4 separate regions of the Sus scrofa genome follow, and regions 2, 3 and 4 are each linked to region 1. A link is a contact called in public Hi-C data. All regions are on one chromosome and are shown on one strand. Each heading gives the region's core, a stretch centred on a gene start, on an enhancer-like site or on the middle of the called end of the contact. The rest is flanking DNA. Distances are from core to core; before and after follow the strand shown. Region 1 holds the start of SPRY2 (protein sprouty homolog 2). Region 2 has its middle 210 kb from the start of SPRY2. Region 3 has its middle 130 kb from the start of SPRY2. Region 4 has its middle 150 kb from the start of SPRY2.

Region 1 (7,444 bases), core at 2,538-5,037:
AAGTCCTCTAATTTAGGAAGGTCCCTCCCAGAAGAGTCTATGCATAAATTAAGTCTACCATTGCAGCTGGGATAGGAGTAGTAATAATGGTTGAAAGATCTAAATTGCTACTCTTGGAAGGAGTTTACAAGGTTGTGTTCTGGGCCATCTTTAAATATCAATACATAAATAAGTTGTTGTCTTGGTTATAATACTAACAAAACAACCAACTAATCAATATTCTTCTTTGTCTCAAGAATATATCACATCACTGTGAGATTATCAAAACTAGGGGGTCTGAACACAATAAGGCCAAGTGGTTTGGTCAATCTCACATACATGCACACACACAAAACGGATCTAGAGTTGTATAAAAGTACACTCTCCCATTTCTACAACATAAGTCAGAAGTTTAGATGAATGTATACAACCTTGAAAATATCTGATTTAACTTGGCCAACATACCCACTAGTAAAGAAGCACCTCCAGATTGTCCCTAATGACGCCTTCTACCAAAGACTGGAGGGGGCAAAATTCACATAGGTTTATACACTGCCTTAATTAAAAAAAAAAATGAGGATAATTACAGTTATAAAGTGAAGTAAATCCAAGTAAGTGAATACAGAAAATTAAATCAAGGCAGAGATGAGATCCCAAATGTACCACACATGGTCCTGTTCAATGGCCAGGAGTAAGAGGGCATGTTACTTGGTGCCACCTGAGAACTTAGAGGCGAGTACTGGTGCAGCAGACTTTTCCAAGGATTTGGTATTTTTCAGCATCAGATAAACAGGAACATGTGTTCACACATCAGGGTTGCATCTCTAGAACTCTCCAAAACCAGATTAAAAATGAGCTTCACTGTGAAGTTTTACATAACATTCTTTCAAAATTCTAAAGTATCTTCCAAAATGAACCTCAGTTATAATTTTGGAATGTAACACGAGAATCAATTTGGGGACACATTACAACAGCTGCACCAAACACTTAATTATATATGCGTGCGCACGCATACGTAGGGACACGATTCCTCTTTGGAACTACAACTAAGTAAATTCTAGAGGCATAACATAACGCTTTATACGCCACGTCCAAAAAATTAATAATGAGTTGAGTAATAATAAATCAAATAGTAAGGAGTAAATTAGAATCCAACAGATTCTCGTTTTTATCTCGTGCTTAAGGTAGAAGTTAAATGTTTTCCCAGCTTGCCAGCGGGAGGCTTGGGGGTAGAGGAAGAGCTAGATTACAGGGGATTCCTTCTGGCTCAGGAAAGATAAAGTATAAATTCCTAGATTCTACCCTATTGACTCAATACAAATAGAAGGTGCTCTAGGCAGCCGGAAGCTCCTAATTTAAATTCCATTTTATGCTTTGATCCAGAAGAACGCATATTCGCAGAGTTCCTGCAGGGCTGGGAAAAGAGCATGGGCGCAAGGGCTCCTTACAAAGCAGCCATTGGGTGCAGGGGTGTGAGGAAGCCAAGAGAAGTTTTCTTTCACGTGTTCTGCCAGACTCAGGCAGCGTGTTCCCGCCAGCCTTGCACACCCTGGCTTTGGCCTCCAACTCCGTCCGCTCACTAAAAACTGGGGTTCCTCTGCCCCTGGGTGCCTCACCTCATATTCAAACGGAATGTGTCGAGGAGATGGTAAGGAAAGCCACCTGCCGTTGCACTTACATTATAAATGTCTTTTTATTCACTGGGAAACAGCCGGCCCTGGGTACATCTTGGAAAGCAACTCCGCCGGCCCTCGTCCAGTCCTGGGGAAGAAAGCAGCTCCAGCCCCGCGCCGGGCGGGCGCCCCCTGGTGGCCGGACGGGCTGGGAGCGCAGCGGCGCCTGCGCTCCTCCGAGGCTCGAAAGACTCCAGTGTTGGGAGAGCGGCCCGGGCTGGGGAGCCCGGGTCGGGTCGTCCAGTGTCTGCAGCCCCCTCGGGCGCCGCTGAGCAGGCGGATGTAGCCCTGTCCACCCTCGCCGGAGGGGTGGCGTGGGGCGGGGGGGGGGGGACGTAGGCCAGCGCCCGGAAATAACGCGTGCCACTTCCCTTGCCACCTCTGGTTCCAAACCCCGGTTGACGAGGGAGAGCGCTGGAGAAACATGGAGAAGGCAGGCCGAGAGCATAGCGCGGCCGGGAACGCGCCGGGACGTTCTAGAACGAGAGCCTGGGAGAAGGCAGCGAGTGCCAGGGTAGCTGTAAACGGATGTGGGATGGAGCCGGACCCGGGGAATCTAGCACCACGTTTTCCTAGCAGTGTTTCAAGAACTCTAACCCTCGCAGGTGCTCTTCGGGAGCTTTGACCGTACTTCCCTGTAAAGTAAAACCTTTCTGTAAATCATTAGAATCCAGTATTAGGAGTGGGTCGGGGAGGGAGGGGTGTTAACTCCCCACTGATGCTCCCACGTGCAACGTTTCTTAGTAAATGAACGGCAGTAGTAGGAGTGGGTCGAGGAGGGGGGGTGTTAACTCCCCACTGGTGCTCCCACGTGCAACCTTTCTTAGTAAATGAACGGCAGTCGGCACAGTGCTGATGTATGCATTTTCTCTCTTTGTATTATAATCTATTTTTTAAGTAGGAAAGTACAGACCACCTTCAAAAAGGACAATAGGATCTTCTTCGAGAAATGATCTACGTGACAAGGAGAGTTGGCAATGAAGGATGACTCTTCTTGGTTAAGTGGAGGAGGAAAGATGCAGTAAAACAGCGGGCCCCCCTCCCATTTCAGAAGCCAGCGATGTCGCCCTTAGTAATCGCGTCTGTGTGTATGACTGAATAAACTAATTGTAAAGAGGCCTAGATTGTAGCATTTCCTTCGGCTATAGCGTCAAACAAAACAGTAAGGAAGAGCTTCAAAAAAGCCTCCATCCGTAGCTCGCTCCCTCTTCAAAAATAAAGTCTAATGTTAAACGAAAAACTACAAATCGACGTAATCAAAAGCAAATCCCGGCAAGAGCAGAAGGTACTTGAAACACGAATCTGCATTCCGTTCCTCCCGTACGCGGCTCTGAGGTGGGGGAGGCGGTTTGTGCTGGTGCCTGGTGTATAATCGGGTTAATCCAGTAGACAAAGAATAAACCAATAGCCCTCCCACCTCACTTCCCTCTCCCCTTCCCCTCCCCCTTCTTCTCTCCCCGTCGCCCCCTCGAGGGGGAACAGAAAAGGGGAGAGGTGGGCTTGCAATGGATTCCGCATAAAGTCGCAAAACCTGCAACTTGCTGTTTTTAATGCTAACGCTGCCTGGCCCGGATTCGTTTTTAAGGTTCATTCCCTTTTCCTAGTGGCGGGGAGAAAGTTCCCCAAATCAGCGGGAGCCACGGCTCGTCCTCGTGGCCTCTGGGGAAACCTTAAGGTCAGTGTTTCCTTGAAACTAGATAAACTGACCCCGCCGTGCCCAGCCCGGCCCCGCGGGCACCCCGCGTGACGGCGCCGGGGCGGTAGGACCGGCCTGGGGACGCGCGGGGCGGCGTGGTTGCCCTTTTGAATGCCTCCAGCGGCTCGGAGCGCTGGCGGGCGCTGGAGTGTGAGTGAATGTAGCCCCGCGGAGCCAATGAGCTGGGACCGGATGCGATATATCCTCTGGGACAACAACTGCTCTGTTCCGCCTCGGATCCACATGACGCCATTTACTGCTGCCGCGGCCGCCGCAGAGCTCCCTGCCTCCTCCGGAAAGGCTAGGGCGCAGGCCAACAACGAGCCCCCCCGGTCAGGCCCCAGACCCTCCGCCTCCTCCTCCTCCTCCTTCTCCTCCGCCTCCTTCGCACCCACCACCCCGCCTCGGCCTCGCCGCCGCGCCTCCACAACGCCCAGTCTGCACTGCCGAGAGCTGCGCGCCGCAGCGCGAGCGGAGGAGAGGGGCCGGCGGAGCGCGCAGCGCCCAGGCCCCCGCGCCCGCCCGGCCCGGCCCGCCGCCCCGCGTCCCCGCGCCGCCTCCGCTCCGACGCGGACGCGGCTGCAGGACTTGACCATCTGGCTTTAGGTTCTCTGTAAGGCCTCTTTTCTCATTCGTTCATCTGCCAGGAAAAGACAAGCCGTTGGCGCTTCGGCCTCCAGTTCATTGAGAAAAAAAGAGGAAATACTCCGCGTGCGCTTCCAGAAGGGGGGTCGCCTCCAGCCCCGAACCCCGCAGTGTTCATCGGCTGGGGACTTGGCTCCGGATTTCCTCTCCTTTTCTTGTCCCGCCGGTTGCTCGGAAGTTGGACGGAAGCAGAGTTTGGAAGGAAAGGGGAAAAAGTTTGCATCGGGGCTGGATTTATTTGCACATCGCAGGAAGAAGAGAATCCAACGGAGAGGGGTTGGTGCAAAGCCGAGATCACGGTGAGGCGCGTTTGGCTGGCTCTTCCCCTCCTGGCGCCGTGGCCGGCGCATTGTGGGCAACATGGAGTAGGTGCAGCCGGACCAGGAGTGGGGTCTGTCTCTCCTCCGGCCTCCCTTTTTCTAACTCCACAGGTTCCCCGCAGGGATCCCCGGAGCTGCCCGCTGATCTGGCTCGCCTGGGGCTCGGCCTGCCCCGGCGGGGGCTGCAGTGCGCGGCTGGCACGGGGTCCCTGGACCCACCGCCCTAAGCGCCCGCGCCCTGGGGGGGTTGGGGTGGCCGACTGCTCGCCGGGAGTCGGCTCCGGGCGGTGCACTGGCCGCGAATTGGGCGCTGAGAGCGGGAGGGAGAGGGAAAGCACTTTGTGTTTTCCAGGTCGCTGTTGCAGGCGCCCGCATTTCTAACCTGTTCCTCTTCGGGGAAAGCGAGTCCTGGGAGAGGCTGTCTCAGGGCAGGGACGCCGGCGGGACCGAGGGCTCGCCTCACGGGGGCAGCGAGACCCCGCGGGTGAAAAAGGGACAGGGTGCCGGGTTGGGAGGGGGTTCTCTGCGCGGTGTGGACAGAGGCGAGCAGAGGGCGGGTGGGAGCGTCGCCCAGCGTGGCGCCGCGTCTCTGCGGTTCGGAAGTGCAGCTCTCTCTTTTTTCCGTTCGCCGTGGTCTGCCTGGGTCACGCTTTTTTTATTTTTGGAAGATTGGGCTGACCCAGCAGAGGAAGAAAGTCCTAAAACAGTCGCGAGCGTTTTCCATTCCCTGAAAAGAGGTATTAAAAGAGGCTAGCTATTTTTTTTCCCCTTTCCTTTGATGAGTTGATCAACTTTGTTGTTGCTGCTATTTTTTAATTTGGAATCTTGTGCGTTTTTACAAAGCGGTCACTGTGTCGGCTCGCCCCACCCTTGTGCTGAAGTCTTTTCTCCCTAATCCTAAATCTAATCACACACTGTTCTTAATGGGGGTTTCAAAGCTCTTTCAAAAGCGGGGGGCGGTGAGGGAGGCGGGGGTCTGTGAAGGAGGCCAGGGATCAGGAAAATCAGTTTGGTAAATATCCCCAAAGATGCTACTTTCCCCCTCAAACAAATCTGCGCGGAAAGTTTCCAGCCTAGGGATCTGGGTCTTGCATGCCCGGGGGTGGGGGGGTGCAGTGGGTTCCTGGAAAATGTCTTCTTTTTTAAAGCAATTTTTCTTTGACTCTAAGAAACATATTCATATGTGACTATGTGTGTATATTTTTAATACATGGGTATTTGCAGATTGCAGGCACTGCCCCTTCGGTCAGCGCAGGTAGAGTCGCCCGTGGTGCTAGGATTAGACCTCGGTATCCTGGCTGTGTGTCCAAGGCACGGCTTTCTACCTCGCAGTGCGGGTCTGGAAACCGGTGCCCGAAGGTCGAGGGCTTTGGAGGGAACGTCCTGCCATGGGCTGCGTGACCTCCGCCGGAGGGTGGAGCGGCTCCCACATAAAGCTGCCAGGCAGTTCTCTGGGGTGGGGGAGATTCTGGCAGCGGAGGAAAGGAGGGGGAAGCGTGCCCTAGCATTTCAGGGCACTCCCCTTCCGAGGCGCGGGGGGGTGGGGTGGGCAGCTTAGCCCCGGGGCTCCGAATGTGACCCACCTGCTGGGGACGGTGTTGGGGCGCAGATAGAGCCTGTAGCCGGAGTAAAAGCAAAGAGCAACGCTGTCTTGTCTGCCTTTCTGTTGGAACTGAGATCCAGTTGCCAGCTTTTTTTCCAAAGTGGAAGGTGTGTGTCACCTGCCTGTGTCTCTTTTTCTAAAAAGCAGACACTGGGTGAAAGTCCACTTTTGCAGACTTGGCAAAGAGGATGGTAGTTTTGAAATTTATAGAGGGAGGGTCATTTAAGGGGTTACTTGTCAGGATGATAGATCTGAGACGTGACATTTGAGTTTTTAGAACACTTCTTGTTATCACCAATCGGTTTATGTTCTCACTAGGTTTTTGGAAATGGGCAGAGCAGTTGAGATTTGGACATAATTCATATCTAAAACAGGGAGAACAGTCTTTTAGTTACATAATTTAAGATGTTCTCCTAGGCTATCTATCAGGTTGTAAAATATGTGAGTCACAAGTTGTTGGGAAGTTGAAAATAAGTTCCTGTCTTTTTGTTGCTCATGATGTAAATTTGCTTTATTGTGTTCCTGGCACTTAGCAGGATTTGAATTGATAGGTTTTTAGTTCTAAACTTTGTGTTACTCTATAGTTAATGATAGTGCTTGATTATTGTATAAAATGTGTAACTATCCCTTGGAGGGGTATTTACTTTTTTGCATATCGTAGTCATCCTATGGCATTTTATAAAGTTAGATAAACCGTAGTTCTAGGTGTTTGATGTAAAAGAACCAAGAATTTCTTGGCTGTGTTTATTGCTGCTTAAGGCAGAAGTGACCATGTTAAATGTAAGCTTATTTCAGAATTTGAAAAGGTGTTATTCAGCTTTTGAAAATGTCAGTATCAATGTTGTATTCCAACATTACTTTGCCACAATTTTTCCATGGAACCTGAACTGAGTAAGTTGCTTATATGATTGAAACAAAGGTCACTGCTTTGTGTCACTGCATATCATTAGAATAAAGAATTGTCAGCACCTGGCCATATTTTTTCTTTTGGGTTCAGATGGCGATCCCAATACCTGCCCTAGACAGCTGCTCCATTCCAATGCTGTTTCTCTAGGGGAAGTGGGGAGTGAAGAGTTAAGTCAGGTGGGTGGAGAGTGGGAAGTATCCCGGAGTGTAAACCCTCTCTTTCCTCTTGGCTCCCACAGGAATTCAGATGTGTTCTAAGCCTGCTGGAGTGACCACACTTCCAAGACCTGATGGAGGCCAGAGCTCAGAGTGGCAGCGGGTCGCAGCCCTTGCTGCAGGCACCCCGTGACGGTGGCAGGCAGCGTGGGGAGCCCGACCCCAGAGATGCCCTCACCCAGCAGGTACACGTGCTGTCTCTGGATCAGATCAGAGCCATCCGAAACACCAATGAGTACACAGAGGGACCCACTGTGGTCCCCAGACCCGGGCTCAAGCCTGCCCCTCGCCCCTCTGCTCAGCACAAACACGAGAGACTCAACGGTCTGCCCGAGCACCGCCAGCCTCCCCGGCTCCAGCACTCGCAGGCCCACGTTTCTGTGAGGGCCTCCCTGTCCAGGTCCAT
Region 2 (6,938 bases), core at 3,949-6,448, 210 kb after region 1:
GGGTGGGAGGAAGAAGGAGGAGAATTAACAAATTAACACATAAAAGCACCAGAGCCCCCCCACCAACCCCCAGGCCTCACCACCACCCTTTCTATGTCTAGATCCACTCAGCCACTTGTCTGAGTTCTCTCCTTCCTCTTTGAATGTTCACCTGACCTAAACACATACACGTATAGTTTTAAAAGCTAAAAATGCCTGGCTTTGGAAAACTCTGACCTGCAAGGCTGCGCAGACATGTCCACCTGGATGTAATGTCTTACTGCTCTTCCAAACTGTAATAGCTCCTCTCTTGGTAAGACTGGCTAAAGGATTCGGTGGTCAAGGAGGAATATTCTGTGCCCCCTCCACTGCAGTGAATAGTTCTCAAAGGCAGTTCTCAGGTGCACCCTGGGGGCGTGAGGCCCCAGAGAGAGAGAGAGAGAGAGAGAGAGAGAGAGTGAAGAGTCACCCCTCCTGACAGGCTCCTCCGCACAGCCTCCTCACGGAGGTAATAGCACACCGGCTGCATTAGCGCCTTTTAATTCCATCATCACCCCTTAGGGGGTGGAGGAAAGAAAGCTTCAGCACCACAGTATCTCATTTTCCTTCTTTCCTGAGGGGTAGGGGTTGCTTTTCTTACAGGAAATTGAAGACTTCTCCCAAATACAATTAAGGCAACTATTTCTGTAGGCAGGTTACTAATTCCAGAAGGTGTGCTCTTCCTTCCAGATCACTCTGTCTTCTGGGAGAGCAGAAGGATAAAAAACCCCAGTGCCAAAGCTTCCACAATGATCCTTACCCCTGTGAGCTTGTGCAAATACGTGAGGACCGTGGGTGTCCTCACTGTGCTATGCAGTGAGGACACCCACGGTTTCCCTTCCCTTCCTGCCCAGGGCAAGAGCTCGGCTTCTAAGGGTAATTGTACAGGAAGCATTCATAAGGTTAGCATCTCAAAGACATTTTTTATTTGAATGTCCTTTTTAAAAAAAAAAAAAATTAGAGTATAGTTGATCTACAATGTTGTGTCAATTTCTGCTCTACAGCATAGTGACCCAGTATACACACACACACACACACACACACATATATATATACACATATATATTCTTTGTCTCATATCATCTTCCCTCATGGTCCATCCCAAGAGACTGGATATAGTTTCCTTTGCTGTATAGTAGGACCCTATTGCTTATCCATTCTAAATGTAATAGTTTGCATCTACCAACCACAAACTCCCAGTCCATGAATGTCTTTTTTAAAAAAAGAAAGTTCACTGCTATGATGATCAAAATAATATCTTCATGTGCTCATCATTTATTGCCACGCAGCAAATTACCCCAAAACTTAGTAGTCTAAAACCACAAACATATATTATCTCAGTTTTGGAGTGGTTGGGAATCTGGACACAGACTAGCGGGATCCTCTGTTTCATGTCTTCTAAGAAGGCTCCAACCAAAACCTCAGTCCAGGGTTTGTAGCCTCATCTGAAGGCTTGACTGAGGGAGGATCCACTTTGAACTTCAGTCAGTGGTTATGGCAGCATTTGTTTCCTCACAGCATTTGGACTGAGGCCCCCTGTCCCTTACTGGCTGTTGACTGGAGGCTGCTCTCAGGTTCCAGTGCAACAGGCTTCTCCCACATGGTAACTTGTTCATCAAAGCATTGAAGACAGGAGGGTAACAGAGAAAGTCTGCTAGCAAGATGCAAGTCACAATCTTTTGTGATCTAATTATGAAAGTGACAGTTCAGTATCTTGACTATATTCTATTGCTTAGAAGCAAGTCCTGCCCGCATTCAGGAAGAGGGGATTATAGAAAGTCCTGCATTCCAGAAGCAGGAATGACCAGCGTTCATCTTAGAGGCTGTTAATCACACCAACCACTAGAAAAAATTTAGAAGAGGCAGAAAAATTAAAAGAAGGTTATCTGTGTAACAGAAAGCCAGTCACCCATGTTTATATTACTTGTTTTTGGTCTAGTATTGGCTTCACGCCTAAGTTTAAAAAAAACAAAAACGAATTTTGTGATCAGGTTTTTTTTTTTTTTTTTAACTTATGCATGGAAGCCAATACTAGACCAAAAAGAAGTAAATCCCACTTTTTAAAAGTTACCACTAAGTTAAATTAAATTAAGTTTACTTAAATTAGATATTAAAATTTAGTGTAAAGATGTTTCTATATTATTATAGCACTTTCTCATTTGCATTAGGTCCATCAGATGATTCATTATCCTTAAACATTCCTTTGTTGCTGGTATTTTCTAATTATTTTCCCATTACAAATAGGAACACTGAGCATCTTTATGAACTTCTTTTTTTTTTTTTTTTTTAGGGCCACACCCACAGCATATGGAGTTTCCCAGGCTAGGGGTTGAATTGGAGCTGTAGCTGCCAGCCTACACCACAGCCACAGCAACTCGGGATCTGAGCTGCGTCTGTGACCTACACAGCTCACAGCAATGCTGGATCCTTAACCCAGTGATCGAGGCCAGGGATCGCACCTGCATCCTTATGGATCCTTGTTGGTTTCCATAAACATTGAGCCATGAAGGGAACTCCTGAACTTTTTTTTTTTCCTCTGTGGTTTTGCATTTCCTTCTAATGGAGTCTCAGAAGTAGTACTTAAAAGTTGAGTTATGTAAAAACAATCTGATTAATATTCACAGTAATTTCCAATATTCCTACTACTAAAATACTATGGTGGCAGGTAACAGAAGACTCCTGATCCTCGCTACGAGGGAGGTGCTATCAGAGATGCTATCTCAGGAGAAAGCCAGTGAAAACATGATAATGGAGGAAACAGAAGCATAAGAGACAGTTGGGAAGGATGACAGTTTGCTTTAGGAAGACCGAGTAAACAGGGAGTAGCAACCATTGAACAAATGCGAGGCAGTGGATGGGAAGCCGGTACAGCCCTCCTTTGGTAGCATGGGCTATTGGGTCCAGGACCCCCACTGATAACATAATCTGTGGATGCTCAAGTCCCTCATATAAAATGGCACAGTACAGTCAGCCCTCCATATCTGTGAGTTCTGTATCTGCGATTCAACTGAACACGGATATGGAGGGCTGACTAGACGTAAGAGAATGGACAAGAGAAATGATGATAATTGGGAAGGAAGAGTAAGCTATCCAGGTAGATATTCAGGGACGGGTCTGATATTCAGATACTGGTGACGAAGGGGACACTTGGTCACTGGGACAGGTCAGAAGCCTAGCTGCTAGATCAGAACAAGATTAAACAAGGTTAATTTGCCATTGACTAATCTGACCTATGAAATAGTGCTCTTTCAATTTCCCTTGACAAATAAAGTGTTGTTCCAACATCTACAATTCAACGGAGCCTTCTGATTGGGTTTAATTGGAGAGCTGAGGAATGGGGGTTAGGGAGCAATCAGAGACTTTAGCATCATTTAGGATCACTTTGTATGACGGGAACAAAGAAGCTGTGAAGTGTAAAGAAAAAAAAAAGAGTGCTCAAAGGAGTATGCAAAATTTTGTGAATCAGAAAGCAAGAATTATCTAATGATTAAGAAATCTAATTTTATTTATTTATTATTTATTTATTTGCCATTTCTTGGGCTGCTTCTGCAGCATATGGAGGTTCCCAGGCTAGGGGTCTGATCAGAGCTGTTGCCGCCGGCCTACGCCAGAGCTCGGGATCCGAGCTGCCTCTGCGACCTACACCACAGCTCCCAGCAATGCCGGATCCCCAACCCACTGAGCAAGGCCAGGGATCGAACCCTCAACGTCATGGTTCCTAGTCGGATTCGCTAACCACTGAGCCACAACGGGAACTCCAAGAAATCTAATTTTAATCATGTCCTTGTACAGATTTTTTAAAATTCATCTTAATTTAAGAAATGAGAAAGAAGAAGAAAATGTCCACTGTATATGTGGACTTTGCACAAAATATTATTATGAAATTTATCCCGGGGCTAAAGAAAGGGAAACTGGAATTCCTGTTCTGGTGCAGCAGAAATGAATCTGACTAGGAACCATGGGGTAGAATGTGCTCTGAAAAGCAAAAAAAAAAAAAAAAAAAAAGAAAGAAAGAAAGAAACTACTTAGTGTGTTTAGGGCTCAGATGGCAAGCAAGAATCAAAAAGAGCTTTATATATTGGTCAGTAAACTAGCTAGAAGAATAATTTAATTTATTAATTTTATTTCTCCTAAATGAGATAAAAGAGTTGTGGCAATTATAATTTCACTTCTCTCTGAATAATTCTTGGGTAGAAAAAATAAAGCACTAAGAGAAAAGCCCCCCCACCTCCACCTCAGGGACAAGGTTAAGAGCCAGAAACCAGTGATGAGGCAGCCTTTGTTGAGAGCAGCAGAGCAACATGATAAAAGGACGGAGGCTAAGGGTTTGGGATTCCCGCCACAGCGTTTGGATGCTGCTACAGGTATTCCTAGTGTCCAATTCAGCGCCAGGATGCTTGATAACATTTTATTAAATGATGTTTTAATAAATAAGTTCTTTTTTTTTTTTTTTTCTTTTGTCTTTTTGCTATTTCTTTGGGCCGCTCCCGCAGCATATGGAGGTTCCCAGGCTAGGGGTCGAATTGGAGCTGTAGCCACTGGCCTACGCCAGAGCCACAGCAACGCGGGATCCGAGCCGCGTCTGCAACCTACACCACAGCTCACGGCAACGCCGGATCGTTAACCCACTGAGCAAGGGCAGGGACCGAACCCGCAACCTCATGGTTCCTAGTCAGATTCGTTAACCACTGCGCCACGACGGGAACTCCTAATAAATAAGTTCTAATGCCATATGTTATTCAAATTACATATATCCTTGATCCAGTCGGTCAAATTTAATCCGTGTTAGGAACTCTCCTCATTCATAATTTTTCAGCACAGTCAATTCTCAAAGTCTAAATGAAAAAAGCATCCTCATCGTGGCTTAAGAACAACTGCATCATACTTGTCCTTATACCCAACCTTGACTAATTCTCACATGTATTTCAGAAATATGAATAACATCTTCATGCAATTCATATAAGGCAGAGAAAAAGAGGTATCATTATTTCTGTCTTAATGACAGATTTTGAGGTTAAGGTGACTCATGAACAGCTGAGCAGCCAGTCAGTGGGAGAAACCAAAATAGAAATAGAACGGAAACGCCTCCACCGCGCCCCCCACTCCCCCACCCGGCTCGCTAGCGCTCGGAGCTGCAGGGCAGCCGCCCCGGGGATGGAGCGTGATGCCCGCGGAGTGAATCGGCAGCGCTTCCTGCGAGGAAACGAGCTGCGCCAGGAAGAGTCCGTGGGGATCAGTGAGCACGACTCCCTCTCCACCTAGCAGATAAAAACGGAAGGCGAGAACTCAGAAAAGCAAGCCTCTAAAACACGGAGCTCGTTTTACTGGGAGGAGGATGATTCATTCACCTTTCACTGAGTAATTTTCAAAATCACCAGCCAAGTCACCTAAACTAAATAATTTTGACGTCCCAAAGAATGTAACTACCCCATATGTTTTAGATGGACCCTGTCCAGCCGCTTTTACCTCCGCGGGTGGCGGGGGGTGGCGTGGGGGAGGGCGGATATCTTTTTCAGCGGGTTTCTGATTCTCTTTACCTACGCAAGAACAGAGTAGGAAGGCACGCTGTCATCACAGATCTCTATACTTAAATTACTTAAAAAAAATAATCAACAATGGACTAGAGCAGGTGTCAGTCTTTGACTTGCAAAGAAATTATTCTTGGACTTCGTAAGGAGCTTAAAGGTCATTTTTAAAACGTATTTAAGTATATATATACATATGTATTAACACCCCCCCCCAAAACGGCCCTGAGTGGATGAATTTAAAATGACGTCTGTGATGTGTTTGATAAAGTTAAGATGCACCTCTCCGTCCTCCATCCAGTTCAAATAATCATGTTGTCCAACGCAAATATGAGTTTCCAGTAAGCGAAGTCATTCCTTTTCCTACAGCTCTGAAGCTAGAGGCCTGCACGTCTATCTCACTGAGGCTGCTTTCATAATTCCAGTGGGCTGGGTTCGAAGAGAAATTTTAAAACTGTTTTCCTCTTAACCAAGTTTTGTTTTTTTTTTTTTTTTTTTTTTTTTTTTTTTTTGCCACAGTACTATAGCTTACAGCAACCCACGCCTCACAGGGAGAAAAAGGTAATTACTAAAACCTTTGCTTAATTCACCAGAAAAGTTCTAAGACTGTTAGAACTTTATTGTTTAATTGCCTCCCACAGCCTCACTTCATCGACCCCACTTGATCGATTTTTTTCCTCTGCTGTGTGCTAGTGCCTGTGGTTCTCTTCCTTATCATGAATTTTGAAGCTGAAGTTAAACTTCTAGAATTTATGCCCTCCAGTGTCCAACTATCCCACCTCCTCTGAAGAATAAGCATGAGTACAAAGCAGTTTAGCCACTGGATGTGAGGAGAGGCGCTTGTGAATGAGATCAACACTTGTAGAATGTAAGCCAGACCCGTTAAACTCGAACGTGGCCATAAAGAACCGCCTGAGTCTGATAGAAGGGATGTCAGCCAAAACAGAAGGTTCTTGTGGTGAGACGGGCTGATACGGTCAGGCTGGAAAAACCTCTCCACTCCTACCTGCGGGCATCTGGATTCCACAGGCTTGCAAATGGCAAGTCACTAAATAACGATTCCTTAAGAGTTTTCTGTGTGCTAGGCAGAGCCCCTGCACGTGGCATGTGGCTCAGGACATGATGATTTCAGTTCCTTGAGCAAACTTAGATAAAATCAGGGGGAAAATGTTTCCCTGCTTATCCTGGATACTGTCCCATGAAAGCGAGGTAGTGCAAAGTTTTCGAGGGAGAGTTAGTATAATGGGACTCTCTTCCAGTGTAATCTGGCTGGTAGGAGGTTCCACAGCCTCCAAGGTTTTCACACTCCGTATATTTGATGTGTACCAGCTAAGGAGCTAAGAAGACACACATTTCCTTATTCTTTGGATGAGTCCAGTGGAAAAATTATATTTG
Region 3 (7,395 bases), core at 1,319-3,818, 130 kb after region 1:
TTTGAAAATGGCTGTTCCAGTCATTGCTGTAGTCCCCACATGTTTTATTAGCAAATACATGTGTCCAATACAAATATAGTTAATAGAAAGTGGCCTATGTGGACTTTTTTCCTTTATCAAATTTTTATAATTAATTATAACTAATATAGCTAATTTATTGGTGACAATGAATTTTTAATGGGCTCTATTGTTGGATATCTGGGTATATACATACAAATATAAATACAGACATGATCAACAAGATGAGACAATCTCTGTGTAAATGCCTATCATAGAAATTTACAGCATATGTTGTAATAGACGTTCTTATGAGATTAAAATCTCTTTGAGGGCAGCTGCTGTGTCTGTCCCCAAATGCAGTCTCATTGCCCAACGCCATTCCTGGATGCCTGTTCATTACAACACGTGCTGAATAAGATAGATGAAGAGTAGGAGTTCCCGCCATAGCTCAGTGGTTAACGAATCTGACTAGCATCTATGAGGACGCAGGTTCGATCCCTGGCCTAGCTCAGTAGGTTAAGGATCTGCTATTGCCGTGAGCTGTGGTACAGGTCGCAGCATGGCTCGGATCCTGCGGTGCTATGCTATGGCTGTGGCGTAGGCCAGCAACTATTGAACCCTAGCCTGGGAATCTCCAGGTGCTGTGGGTGAGGCCCTAAAAAGCCAAAAAAAAAAGATAGAGCAAAGATGCTCCGCAGACTTCTTGGTGATGAATCTAACTATACGATGTGACTCTAATACCTTTCTGACAACATTCTTTCCAAACATAGAGGTGACAACCCTTAAAAACTGAAGCGCGCAGGCATCCAAGCGCAAGCTGGCTAGTACAAGCTGCCTCCACCTCGGCTGGCACAGAAGCACAAGTGGCAAGGGGGACTGCCAGGCCTGGCAGGACCACGCCCCAGGTGGCCTTGGGAGTACTTTTCAAGAGAACAGTTTCAGAGTGTAACTAGAGGTCAGTTCCAGCAAGGTCCTCCAAATGCAGCAAACCAGACAAAACAGACCTAGGATGAGCTGAAACAGAGGTCAGGAAATGGCTGCATTAGTGGAGTTGCTGCTGTGGCGCAGTGGGTTAAGGATTGGGTGTTGCTGCACCTACAGTGTAGCCTGGGAACTTCCATATGATTTGAGGGGAAAAGAATCGGCTACCTTGGAAAGGAAAAGGAAAAAAAGAGGAGGCTGGACGATATATCAGGGCCTAGAGGGGGGATGTGGACAGATCGGGTGTATGAAGACAAGAGGGTGAAGATTAGATTTCCCTGGAGTTATCGTCCACTAGGTATGCTTTTATGTCCCTGCCTTTTAGAGACTAGGTCTCAAAAGACCAGCATCTCATGACGGAATAATTGATGATTCGTGAGTCTTTAACTTAATGACATTTGATGCCATATTATTACAGAACTACCCACTGTTCTTAGAGACTCTGCTGGCTTTTTCGTTGCTTCTTGATTTCACTTCTGATTTCTCCCTCCTTTCCTTCCTTCCTTTCTTCCTACCTTCCTTCCTCTCTCCCCCATCTTTCTTCTTTCTTTCTTTTCTTCCTTCCTTCCTCTTCTTCTTCTTCTTCCTTCCTTTCTTTCTTTTTCCCTTCCGTCCTTCCTTCCTTCCTTTTATTTGGCTTCTTAGGGCCACACCCGCAGCATGTGGCGGTTCCCAGGCTAGGGGTCGAATCAGAGCTACAACTGCAGGCCTATGCCACAGCCACCGCAACGCGGGATCTGAGCTGCATCTGTGAGCTACACCACAGCCCACGGCAACGCTGGATCCTTAACCCACTGAGCAAGGCCAGGGATCGAACCCACAACCTCACAATTACTAGTTGGATTCGTTTCTGCTGCGCCACAATTGGGACTCCATCCATCCTTCCTTCCATTCTTTCTTTCTCCCTCCTTCCCTCCCTCCCTCTTTCTCTCTTTCCTTCCTTATTTCCTTCCTTCCTTTCTCCCCCCACTCCTTCTCTCTCTCTTTAATGGCTTGTTCCTCTATCCTATATTGCTGGGTGCAAGTTTCAGGTCAGCCGTTACATTTGTACTGGCCCTGAAATCTAGCCGCACATCTGGTGTTTCCTAGAGCAAGTCCCTAGAGGGCTCCAGGCTTCTTTAGGCCTCCTGTTAGCATAGCATAGTCCTGACTCTACAAAGTGCATCATAACTCCTCATGTCTTTTCCTGGGTGTGCTCTTTCAAAGTAGAGTCATAAGCGCATGGAATTTCCTGAACGACTCTCAAGGGCTTACAATGACTGCAGCCAAATGTTGCGTTGGGAGAGTTTCCCAGAACAATATGAGAATATCTGTAGTACAAACTGTTGCAGAGCACAAAATGCTCAGTTTTATTAGTCACATATCATAGTTACTGTACAGCCGTCCCATGAGACCTCAAACTTAAGTTCAAAATGAATCTAACCCATACACGGTCTTCTCTCTGCGTTTCTACCACCCAGCTAATTTCAGCACCAGACCCCCAGTCGGAGAGAATAGCTTGTCCAATTGACACCATCCTGATCCTTGCTGCCTCAGAACCAGTGAGTTGCTACATCGGCGCCCCCCACCCCCACCTGCCCTCTTCCTCCCAAGTGAAGCCTTCATCCCTTCCCACATGAACTACTGCGATGCTGTGAACCCTGCTCAACTTCAACTCCACGAAGCTGCAAACGCTTGCCCTGCTGCCAGGGTAATCTTCCAAAACACATTTCCGATAATGTTCTTCTCTCACAATGTTTTCATAGCTTTGCATTGTTTAAAGAAATAAATTCCAACTTTAATAGCCTGACATCTGGTTTCTACATGCCTTTCAATCTTTTCTCTTGCTGCCGTCCTGTACGATGAGAGCTGGTCAAACCATCTTATCCTTCTCTGAGCTTATTTGACCTTTCGTGTCCTTGCGTACTGTTTCTGCTTATCTTTGGTGCTGTTCTTCCCTTTGCGTCTTCGTTCCTGCTGGGGATCTGGCGCTCAGTATTCATTTAATGATTGAAACAAGACGTGAACAAACCTACTCTTTCCTCATTATTTATTTGTAGAAGATGGAGAACCATAAGCTAAGAGTGAACACAATTAGTATATTTTGGATCGTTGAATACTTTTGTCTAGAGGTGGCTGAGAGATCTCTGTGAATCTGAAAGGGAAAGAGGTGTCTTGGATAAAACTTCCTGCTGCACCTCCCCCAGCCCTACCCAATCCCCATCTTCTCCTTCTTTCAAATTAATAGTTTCAGCTATTAATGGATGGATGCCTAGCTAACCACTACATTACCAGCCTCTCTTGCAGCTATAAATGGCCATCTAAGTATTAGCCAATCATCTGGGAACACAATGGATGGTACTCTCTGTGGGTTTACCCTTAAAATAACTAGATGTGTGCTCCTCTAGGCTGTTCTCACTTTCCATATGCCTGAGAGAGGGTGCAACTAGAATGCAGTCTTAGGTCTGCAATGGGGCATTAGAAGATGGCAGGGATAACTCCACCCTTAGAATATTCCTTAATTCTATACCATTAGAGCACTACAGTTCAAGGGCATCATATTATAGCACCTTAGCCTGTATCCTAACCCATACGCTTTCCTTTTTCCTTAAAAAATAATCATTTTTGTTCAGGATGATTATGTACTCAATTAAAATTCATTATCACCTCGGACCCTCCTGTAGCTCTAGCAGCCATAACATCCATTTGGGGCTCTGAGATACGACCAGGATATTTCTGAGAGGAGCTTCCAGAAACTGTCTATTCTCCTGATAAAAAGGAATAGACTAACATATGGCATGTTCCCCCCTTTGTCTTTGAAATTTTTCTTCTTGCCTGGGAGCCATTTATGATGCTGTTTTTGTACTGATTCCCTATTGAAAATTCAAATCCCTCATCTCACGATAGCTAAAACACTGTTAGATTTTATATTTCCTACATAGGACATTCCAAGTTATTGATCTAATGAATGGGTGCACATTTAACAAAAACACTGATTTGGAGATGTGCATTAGGCAAGACTTTGCTTTTTAGAACCACCCTGGGCTGATCACCTCGGGATTTCTAATCATTTAAGGAAAAGTAAAACTAACAAACAAATAAACTTGTAGTTAGGTTTCTCTTACTTCCAGATGAACTTATTCCCAATTAGTTCAATGGAAAAAAAAAAAAAAAAGATTTGGAAAAGGGTGAAATCATTGGCTCAATGAGATAGCTATACATAACAGGGTTACCGAAGAAAATAAACATAAATTTAGGTTACATAAATAGCAGTATATTTTCTGATCTAAGGGAGACCATAATTTCTATTGTACCTTCTTCAGGGCAAGACACAAGGCATTACAGAAAAGATTAATGTTAACCATTTTCAAATTATTTCAATTTCATTATTCAGTAAATCTTTTAAGATGACTAAATATGAATCAAACAAATTAGAAGTGTTTTAGAAGATCTTTTCAGGGCACAACTATTCCCTGTCACACCAGTAAAAAAGTGAAAATGAAAACTGTTTAGATGCAGTCCTCTTTTGAGAAATAAACCAAGGGTAAAATATGCATTATACTACTGGCTAAGCTTTCCTTATTTTTCTTGTCTCCCAGCAGTAGCTTCTGATGAATCTAGTTTCAAACTATGTCCTGAATTGGTCCACTTCTCTCCATCTTCATGTCTACCTTTCCCATCAAGACACCTGCAACAACCTCCTTGCTGGCTTCCCAGCTTCTATACCTGAGCCCAATGTTCTATAATGTTCATGGTACCAGAGTCATTGTTTAGAAATGTAAGAAGCCACATTATATCTGTATCAGTTGGGTTATGGGATTTGTTATAGCAAATAAGTCTGATAATTTTAACAATAGAGGTTTATTTTTGCTCATTAACCTGTGTTCCTGGTTGATGAGAAGCTTTCTTCCGGGCTAATTTTATCTTGTAACTCTGACAGGCTTAGGCTTTGGAGTCCTTCATTTCCAGCTCAAGAAGGAAGACCGAGGGTGGAAAAGGCATATCTTTTTTTTTTGAACTGGTCACCAGGGCCCACCCAGATGCTATGGAGCTCAGAGTGCTCAAGTCTTTACAGACAAGCATATGGTTTATGTTACAACCAGAAACACTAATCTAATCATAGCCTGTAAGTGATTTCAATTCTACTTCTGTCTTCAGCATCACTTTGTATTGCACTTCTCTGAGCACAATGATCTTAGTCCTCATTGACTTTCTTTCTGGACTTTGAACACAGCTATTTTCCACCTCAGGACCTCTGCACTTGCTAATCTGTGTACATATAGTGCTCTCCTCACCCATGTTTGCAAGGCTCTCTTCACTTTCAGATCTCAGCTCAAATATCACTTCTTTATAGAAGCCTTTCCCCAACATTTCATCTAAAGTAGCCACTGGCCTAATCGCCTTCAATGATATTACCTGGTTATATTACTATCGTCACAGCCGGTATCATCACATAAATTAATCTTACGTAATTACTTGTTTATTTTCCCTTCCCTTTATCTGCTAGAAGTGCAGGGACATTTTATTTCTTGTACTCTACTGTTATCTCCACTGCTGGTACATAATAAATGGATAACCAATTAGCGAATGGATAAATAAATTAATTAATAAAGAGAATTAGTTCTGGGATATTTTAATTTTTCAATTCTTTATGGAAATACTTGTTCTTTTTTTTTTTTTTTTTTTGGTCTTTTTACCATTTCTTAGGCCACTCCCACGGCATATGGAGGTTCCCAGGCCAGGGGTTGAATCAGAGCTGTAGCCACCAGCCTATGCTGCAGCCACAGCAACGCCAGATCCAAGCCGCATCTGCAACCTACACCACAGCTCACAGCAACGCCAGATCCCTAACCTACTGAGCGAGGCCAGGGATCGAACCCGCAACCTCATGGTTCCTAGTTGGATTCGTTAACCACTGAGCCACAACGGGAACTCCCAACGGAGATACTTATTCTGAATTAACATAATTAAAAACTGTTTTATGGCTGATGGATCAAAACTATTCTATTAAGCACCACATGGTACTCAGAGCTAAGTTAATACGTCAGCATGTATGTACTCTAGTTAAGCAAGAATTACAATGAGTATAATGTAAGGAAAGGCAAAGTTTTAAATAAGTTACCATAAGCCCATTAAACAAAATGATATGGGAGTTGCCATTGTGTTCCAATGGTAATGAACTCAACTAATATCCACGAGGATGTGGGTTTGATCCCTGGCCTCGCTCAATGGGTTAAGTTTCCTGTGCTGCCTTGAGCTGTGGTGTAGGTTGAAGATGTGGCTTGGATTCTGAGTTGCTATAGCTGTGGCTGTGGGCGGCAGCTGCATCTCTGATTCAACCCCTAGCCTGGGAACCTCCATGTGCCACGGGTGCGGCCCTAAAAAGCCAAAAAAAAAAAAAAAAAAAAAAAACCCAAGATATGGAAAAAAGGGGAAAAGGACCATCAAAAATTGAGGGAATGAGGCAAGGCAAGGCTTCGGCATGGCCCTTGGCTTTCAAGAATAGTTACAGCATTTTTTTTTTTTTTGTCTTATCATCTGTCTCCTGTTCTGAACAGAAAGTTCAGAGAATTATTTTAATCACATATTCTCCACAATCTATCAGTAATTCTGTAAAAAGCCAGCATACCGCCTGAAAGAAAGTGCATCCATTTGACAGAAGCGTCTCAGACTGATCAACTACAAGGAAAGTAAATACAACCCAAACCAGCAGATCCCGGAGACCCAGGCCAGCTCTTTAAGACTTTGCACCTGGTATTTCCACAGCTGTAAAATGGGCATGACTACAAGTCTGGCTCCTTCCTGCAAAGATCCTTTATGAAATATTATGAGAAAATACTGACAAAACATTTTGAATTTGTGGTTAAAATAATCTTGGAATATCCCTATGAATGTAGGATTTGGGGCTTAAAGATCACAGAATGGAGTCTGACAAATGAAGTATTTCATTTTGGGGCATCTTCATTCAGCTTCCACAATTCCTGGAATTATTCTGTATATTCAGTTTTTCTTTGAAACTATGTTTATGGTACTTTTCTTAAGAAACTGTCCTATTGGGTCCCTTAAATATTCTGGACACACTCACTTGTCTTCTGGGAAATATTCCTCGATGGTGATTGGATTAGATCCGTATGAGTATTTCACATCAGTCTGACCCTTTATTGGTGGTAGCAGAATGAGAGATAGGCCAAAATTAGAAACTCAGCAAATGCTTGGCCTGCTCAGTCTCAGTATAATGTTAATTACTATATCTCACAACTTAAAGGATCAGCATATGGTTTCCTCCACCTACATAACCATCAGGACTGGACACATGCTTTAACAGTTTCAGCAATGTCATGTGTCCGTTCAATCACCACTTCTCTTTGGAAGGTCACATCTCACTATGTGGACATTGAGTGTCCCTCAGGCCCCGGCTCTTTTTGCCTGGACCAC
Region 4 (6,520 bases), core at 3,240-5,739, 150 kb after region 1:
ATCAGAATCAAGTTGTGCTCAGAGATATGTCAGGTTCATCTCAAGGAAGTGGCATATAGGGTTAAGCATAAGAATAACAACAGAAAAAGAACCTCTCCAATGTGAGTATCTAATATACATCAGGCACTGTAAACCAAGAGGAAACTGGAAGGCTTTGGAAGGAACTACCAAGCTAGCCGAGGAATATGACCTTGTGCAGGAAATTAAGTTCAGCTGTGTAGAGTTTATACCCTCAAGGGGTCTTGACATTCCAGGAAGCATTGTTGTGCCACTGAACTGCTTTGGTATGTTGGGCTATGCAAACAGTGTGGCGGAATGGGTACCACAAAAGAACGGCCAAAGATGTAATATGAAATAAAGGGAGCCATCATGGAACGGGATCACCCTCCTACTCACCCCCCAACCTCCTACTTTCCCACCCCCACCTTCCTACTCCCCCACCCTCCCCTTCTCCCCAGTAACCCTCCAGCCCCCCACCACCTCAGCACAGGTGTGCAGTGGAACCTTAGCGCCACAGAGCCTGACCCGAAGAACTTTCTATTCCATCTCATAGCTATTTCAACCTTGATTAGGCGTCTGTCCTGGAACCTGTGACCTGCTGGCTGAAGATAAGTTACAGAAATTATCAGGTATGTTTTTAACATAGAAATATATTTTAAAACTTAACTTGAAAATAAATTTATTACTTAAGGATGGTGCACGATTTTTAACAGGTTCATTCAAGACAATTTAACGTATTAGTACATTGTATGCATACAAACATGTAAATACTTTGTTGTATACGTTTTTAAGAATAAAATATTTTTTATATCTATATGGCCAGAAGATACATGACAAATTAGTCACTACCCAGTTAATAAGTCAGAATTGATGAAGACTAGAAAACTCACATTCTACAGCAGAATTTTTTTTTTTTTTTCAGTTTTGTGCAGGGGGAAAAGATAAGCAGAATTTTGCTTTGTTGAGTCATGTTATAACAGACAGTAGTGTGGTGCTCCACAGATTCTAAAACTTTTGCCTAAATTAACCTATTTAATCCTCATAATACTCCTCACAGCAGATGGGATCACATTCCTCTTAGAGCAGAGGAAATCAAGACCCCGGGAATTCATGCTACCTACTGGAGGTCACATTGCTAGTAAAGGCTGGAGCTACAACTAAAACTTAGGCATCTGAACCCAATTCCATTCCTTCTCCAGCCCCTCATCACTTCACTGCACTTGGTACAACGTGAAGTCTTCATGGATAGAATTTCTAAATAAACAAACAAGCCAACAAAATCTCAAGATGTTGCAATGAACTGGGAGCACAGATATCTCTTTGAGAGCCTGATTTCAATCCTTTTGGATAAAGACTCAGAAATGAGATTACCGAATCATATAGTGTCCTATTTTTTTTAATTTTTAAAACTCTTCCATACAGTTGTTGCACCATTTCACATACCCACTAACAATGTAACAGCTTTCCAATTTCTCCACATCCTCAGCAATCCTTGTGATTACCATTTGTTGTTGTTGCTTCATAATGACCTTCCTAACAGGCATGGGGTGATATTTCACTGTGGCTTTGATTGGTATTTTCTTGACGATTAGTGATGTCAGGCATTTTTCCTACACTGTTGGCCATGTTTTGTTTGTTTGTTCTTGCTTTTTAGGGTTGTCCCTGTGGCATATGGAAGTTCCCAGGTGAGGGGTCAAATTGGAGCTGCTGTTGCTGCTGCCTGCCTATACCACAGCCACAGCGACGTGGGATCCTTTACCAAGTGAGGCCAGGGATCAAACCCGCATCCTCATGGATACTAGTTAGGTTCGTTACCACTGAGCGACAACGGGTAACTCCCCTGTTGCCCATTTATAAGTCCTCTTTGGAGAAATGTCTTTGCACATTTTTTTAGTCGTTTTTTTTGTTTGTTTGTTTTGTTTTGTTTTCAATTGGGTTGTAGGAGTTCCCTGCATATTTTGATATTAACCCCTTGTCAGATGTATGACATTTGCACTCCCATATCCATTGCAGCATTACTCAAAATAGGTAGAACAACGTAAATATCATAGACAGATAATGGATAAATAAAATATGAGGTATAATGGATATAACTGCTATATATGTCTGTATATGTATACATATAAAATATTATTCAGCCATATAAAGAAGGAAATCCCGTTACAGGCCACCACATGGATGAACCTGGAAACATTACACTAAGCAAAATAAACCAGTCACAGAAGGACAAACACTGCATGCAAGATTCCACATATGGGAGGTACCCAGAATTGTCAGACTCATTGAAGCAGAAAGTAGAACGATGGTGGCTGGGCTGGGGGAGGGGAAACGGGAGTTGCCTGGTATTCAAAGGGTACAAGATTTCAGTCAAGAGGATGAAAAAGTTCTAGACATCTGCTGTCCAGCATTGCACTTAACGGTACCGTACTATATACTTAAAAATTTGTCAAGAGGGTTGATCTCCTGTTACGTGTTTTTTAACCACAGTAAGAAACCAACCAAACAAAACAAGATGAAGGAAAAGATGGGAGCACTAAAATATAAAAGTTTGGGCTTAGTAGATGCAAACTTTTGCATTTGGAGTGGAGAAGCAATGAGATCCTGGTGTATTGCACAGGGAACTATATCTAATCACTTATGATGGGAAATGATGGACGATAATATGAGAAAAAGAATATATATATATATATACACACATATATATAAAACTGGGTCACTTTGCTGTACAGCAGAAATAGACAGAACATTGTACATCGACTATAATACATTTTTTTTTTTAGAAAAAAAAATCTATTCAACACAATGGTTGACCATTTCTGAATACAAATCCACCCTGGAAGACAATTCAGACCATCACTCAGGGCCTGTCTTTGTTCCACTGATAGGCAGTTGGGGCAGTGACACCAGGGGGCCACCTGCTGAGAACTGGGCCCAAAAGTGACCAGAGGTGGAATACATGCAATTAACCTTTGCCCTCGTGGCCAGTCACCATTCCGGAGGAGCAGATTTGGCTGGCTCTCTTCAGGTTCACCTCTCCACACCCTCAGAAAGTAGCTGCATGAAATTCAGCTTCTTTTTGGAGGGGGTGGGTATGCATAGAGGTGCGCGTTCTGACCTTCTAAAAACGAATTAAGAAAACCTCTTTTTCTTTTCTGGTTGACAGTCGAGGCGATCTCTGGTTTATGAGAGTAAACTCGGTTACATTTTTGGCTACCAATGACTGGCTCTCTGAGGAAAGGCAGATGGACAGGACTTGGAGTCCGCAGAAATGTGGAAAATCTGATGAGGAAGGTGTGGGCCCGGCCAATGGAAAGCGTTTTGGTGGGTCTAATGATTTTGGGAAAATCTCTGCAAGGCTGGAACATTTTGCCACACATAAGTGGTTATTTCCTTAGCCTCTTCTCCCTTCACTGAGGGCTCTGTGTAGCCGATCAGAGAGCAAGAAAACTGAAAAACAGCCCCAACGTGGGTTTGTCAGGAGAGAGATTTCCATTTAGGTTTTTCAAGTGTGTTGCATGTAACAAAGCCTGTATTTCTTTTTCATTGCAAATGAAATCTGCCTCATTCTGGTTCATTTAACTCTTGGAAACATAGTTTAATATGTTCCGAAAGCCCTTTGAGCCCTTTGAGAGAGCACTGTAAAGGCTTTCACCACCGCCCCCCTTCTGTAGAAGCAGGAAATCAAGTTCTGCCAAATGCAAATGAGCTCAGACTCCAAAAGGCCAAGTTTCAAACTGCAGGATGCGAGAGGATTTCAGACAGCGTGGCCTGCCCGCACGATATCTGGGGGGTCTGAGGAACAGCAGAAGGTCATCGTGACATATTGAAAATCCACGATTTCAGAAACACTCATCCGCAGAGCACGTCCAGGCTTAGTGGGTTGGAAGAGCGTTCCTCCCTTTTCGTGGTGGCTTCAGAACCCCCTCTCCCAGAGAGTTGGCTAGACCCCCCCCCCCCCCACTTTCTACAGTTGTCTACATTCTGCTTTGGAAAAGAAAGGCCTCTCTTTGATCCCCATGTCATAGCTGAGCCGGGCTGATTGCCTCAAAAATGGCACTGGCTTCGCTGGAAAGAAAATAGAAGCTGGTCCCATTAAAAGCAACGGCAGCCCCTCCAAGGGTTAATGGAGTCCGTTCCAAAGGAGTTAAGCAACCCCTGAAAGAGGATAATAAATGTGACACTCTCAGACTATCAGTAGCAAATATTTGAGCTTATCAAATAACGGAGGAAGTAGTTTAGTTACAAATAAACCAATCTCTCATAAAACAAGTTTTCACACAGGGTCATTTCATTGAGCTGGAGACAGCCTAGAGGCCACTCGGAGGCAGAACTCCCACTCTGTGTACACTGGTAACAGCCCCTCGTGATTAATGGACAGCCAGGGGGGAGGCTGCAGCCCGCAGCTCTGCTGAGAAACCGAGCTGGGCTGCCTATCAGCAGCACAGCCATAAACAGCATCTCAGGATTATTGCGAGGAAGTGACTCATCCTCTGGGAACATAGCTGGATTTGTGCTCCCTCTCCCTCACCACCCGCCTTCTTTCTCTCCCTTTTCCCCCTGTATAGCAGAGACCATCGTGTCCTAGAAACTATAGTAGATGTCACCGCTTGGCACTTGCTGTGCAAAGAGAGGACCAGTATGTGGGTGTGAGGGGGAGGCGGCATGCTACTCTTAAAGTAACAGCGACGCTGCTGGCTTGGGGCTCTATGGAGGCTGTTGTTCTACCGCCTCGGAAATTGGTTTGTTGAAGGCATCTCATTTGGAGTCTAGAAAAAGCACAAATGCTGTGTTAGGATGGAGAAAAAGAAAAATCAGAACTCCTTGTTTCAAACTAAAATTCTCATTGGGATTAATGAGGAATAAGACATTCCTTGGCATGATTTGATGAATTTAGCATGTAAGAGGAAAGAGAATGGTGGCCAGAACCTTGCGATGTGAATGTCACCTCTACCAAAACAGAAGTAGGCATTCTGATATTGCTATATGATGATATCATTGAAGGTTTGTTTTCTTCCCCCCCTCTCCGGATTGTAAAAATAAAACATGTAGATGATACGACATATAGAAGTAGGAATATAAGGCTGAAAAGTTCAACCATCATCCCACCACTTGAAGGCAACCATCATGAACACTTTGTATATTTCCTTCCAGCATCTTTAAAAATAGATTGTTAAGACCTTAACCATATGTAGAATTTTGCTTCTTACTATTTTCAGCCAACATTTTAGCATAATGATGGTCTGTCTTGTTATTTGATCTTTTCCTATACCTAATCTTAAAGCTGCCAAAGGCTTATTTTTTGCAACTTTAATGAACATAGGGCAGTTTGGAAGTAAGTCTAAGTTCACGCTAAAAGCCATATTGGCTCTATTTTTGAGGCATATTTATTTATTAAAAATTATACTTGATCTGTTTTTAATAAAAATGGAAGGCGTATTTATTTATTAAAAATTATACTTGATCTGTTTTTAATAAAAATGGAAGGGAAAAATTCTCTGCTATTATTCTCATGGTTAACTCATTAACTTTTGCCTTTAAAATGCACATTCTGGCAATTGAATTTTCCACAGAACTAGAAGAGAATCAGTCCTGATCCTGGAGCCTTCTAATGTACTTAACCCGCTAACGCCCTTTCCAAATGCACGAGCCCTCATTGACCAACCACCTTCAGATGTCAAGAGGAATTAAAAAGTGGAGGCGTAACTTTGCCATTAGCCCCCTCCCCACCTCCACTTCTCACAGTACCTGCATTTAGATGCATTTTGTTTATGGGGCACAATCTGGAACTACTTTTGGATGATCATTATCTTTTCTGGGTCCAGAAGCTGGACCCATTTTCCTCCGAATCAGCCTCGGAGCCATGAGACATTCTGAACAGTAACTCCACTGTGTCTCACCAACAATGCCTCTGCCTTTCTCTGGTTTAATCTGGAATTAAAGTTATGCTGTGAGTGTTTGCAGAGAAAGATGGCACTGAATTCACTTCAAATCGGCAACACGCCTTCTTGTGTAAGGCATGTCCTTTCCCTCTTCCCAGAACAATGCTCACAAAGGGTTAAAATCCTGCAGTAGCTCTGTCCATGGGGGCAGAAGCTCCCTGTTCCCAAAGCCTGGGATTCAGCTCTTTCCAAACAGGATTCCTCTAAATTGCCTTTAGTTGTGATCCCTCTGAGACTCACACTGAAGAACAGAAAAGAGTCTCTTTCTAGAATAAAATCCAGCCTACCTAGATTTTTTCTCTTGCCTCAGAATAGACGTAATGGAGAAAGATAATTGAGAAGGAAATTTTGAATGCTGTTTCTCTTTGCAGAATCCAAGCTGAATGTTAATAGCCTTCCATACATCTAGTTATTCAGTCAGAACTTCCTGAGAAAGCAAATCCGAAATACTCAGGCATATTGTATTTGCGAAGTACTAAATCTTACGGTTGTGTCTCCTTTCCAGATTTTCTTTTAAATATCTAGGAAAGTCTGCAAGATACCCAAAATTTGGACTGTGGATTTGAAGAAATACTAATATG

The links. Hi-C and Micro-C count contacts between places; a contact is called where the count stands out from the background.
Region 2: a contact with region 1 is called in a Hi-C map of embryonic fibroblasts, with 2.1 times the contacts expected there. The contact joins the enhancer-like site here to the promoter of SPRY2 in region 1. A contact is called at or near these places in 4 of 47 Hi-C or Micro-C datasets (embryonic fibroblasts and fibroblasts) and 2 of 2 datasets of contacts at active chromatin or transcription factors (alveolar macrophages and skeletal muscle).
Region 3: a Hi-C map of embryonic fibroblasts shows a contact between it and region 1, with 5 times the contacts expected there. The contact joins the enhancer-like site here to the promoter of SPRY2 in region 1. A contact is called at or near these places in 5 of 47 Hi-C or Micro-C datasets (embryonic fibroblasts, fetal skeletal muscle, heart right ventricle and 1 more) and 1 of 2 datasets of contacts at active chromatin or transcription factors (skeletal muscle).
Region 4: a Hi-C map of brain shows a contact between it and region 1, with 10 times the contacts expected there. The contact joins the enhancer-like site here to the promoter of SPRY2 in region 1. A contact is called at or near these places in 2 of 5 promoter capture datasets (fetal liver and liver), 5 of 47 Hi-C or Micro-C datasets (brain, embryonic fibroblasts, fetal skeletal muscle and 2 more) and 1 of 2 datasets of contacts at active chromatin or transcription factors (skeletal muscle).

Annotation. Positions count from the first base shown.
Region 1 is chr11:52,155,109-52,162,552 of Sscrofa11.1, reverse strand. It overlaps SPRY2 (protein sprouty homolog 2), which reads left to right and starts at 3,787. Exons shown (of 2, transcript XM_001927097.5): 1 at 3,787-4,292; 2 at 7,062-7,444. The coding sequence starts at 7,113.
Region 2 is chr11:51,943,596-51,950,533 of Sscrofa11.1, reverse strand. No RefSeq gene overlaps it. Among named protein-coding and RNA genes, the nearest start is that of SPRY2, 210 kb to the left of the region's middle. Within about 2 kb of position 5,198, at least 15 of the 83 cell types and tissues checked have an H3K27ac peak or open chromatin away from gene starts, as enhancers often do. A contact at or near this core is called in alveolar macrophages and embryonic fibroblasts, where this site is marked.
Region 3 is chr11:52,020,929-52,028,323 of Sscrofa11.1, reverse strand. No RefSeq gene overlaps it. Among named protein-coding and RNA genes, the nearest start is that of SPRY2, 130 kb to the left of the region's middle. Within about 2 kb of position 2,568, at least 11 of the 83 cell types and tissues checked have an H3K27ac peak or open chromatin away from gene starts, as enhancers often do. A contact at or near this core is called in embryonic fibroblasts, fetal skeletal muscle and skeletal muscle, where this site is marked.
Region 4 is chr11:52,005,715-52,012,234 of Sscrofa11.1, reverse strand. No RefSeq gene overlaps it. Among named protein-coding and RNA genes, the nearest start is that of SPRY2, 150 kb to the left of the region's middle. Within about 2 kb of position 4,489, at least 45 of the 83 cell types and tissues checked have an H3K27ac peak or open chromatin away from gene starts, as enhancers often do. A contact at or near this core is called in brain, fetal liver, fetal skeletal muscle and 2 more, where this site is marked.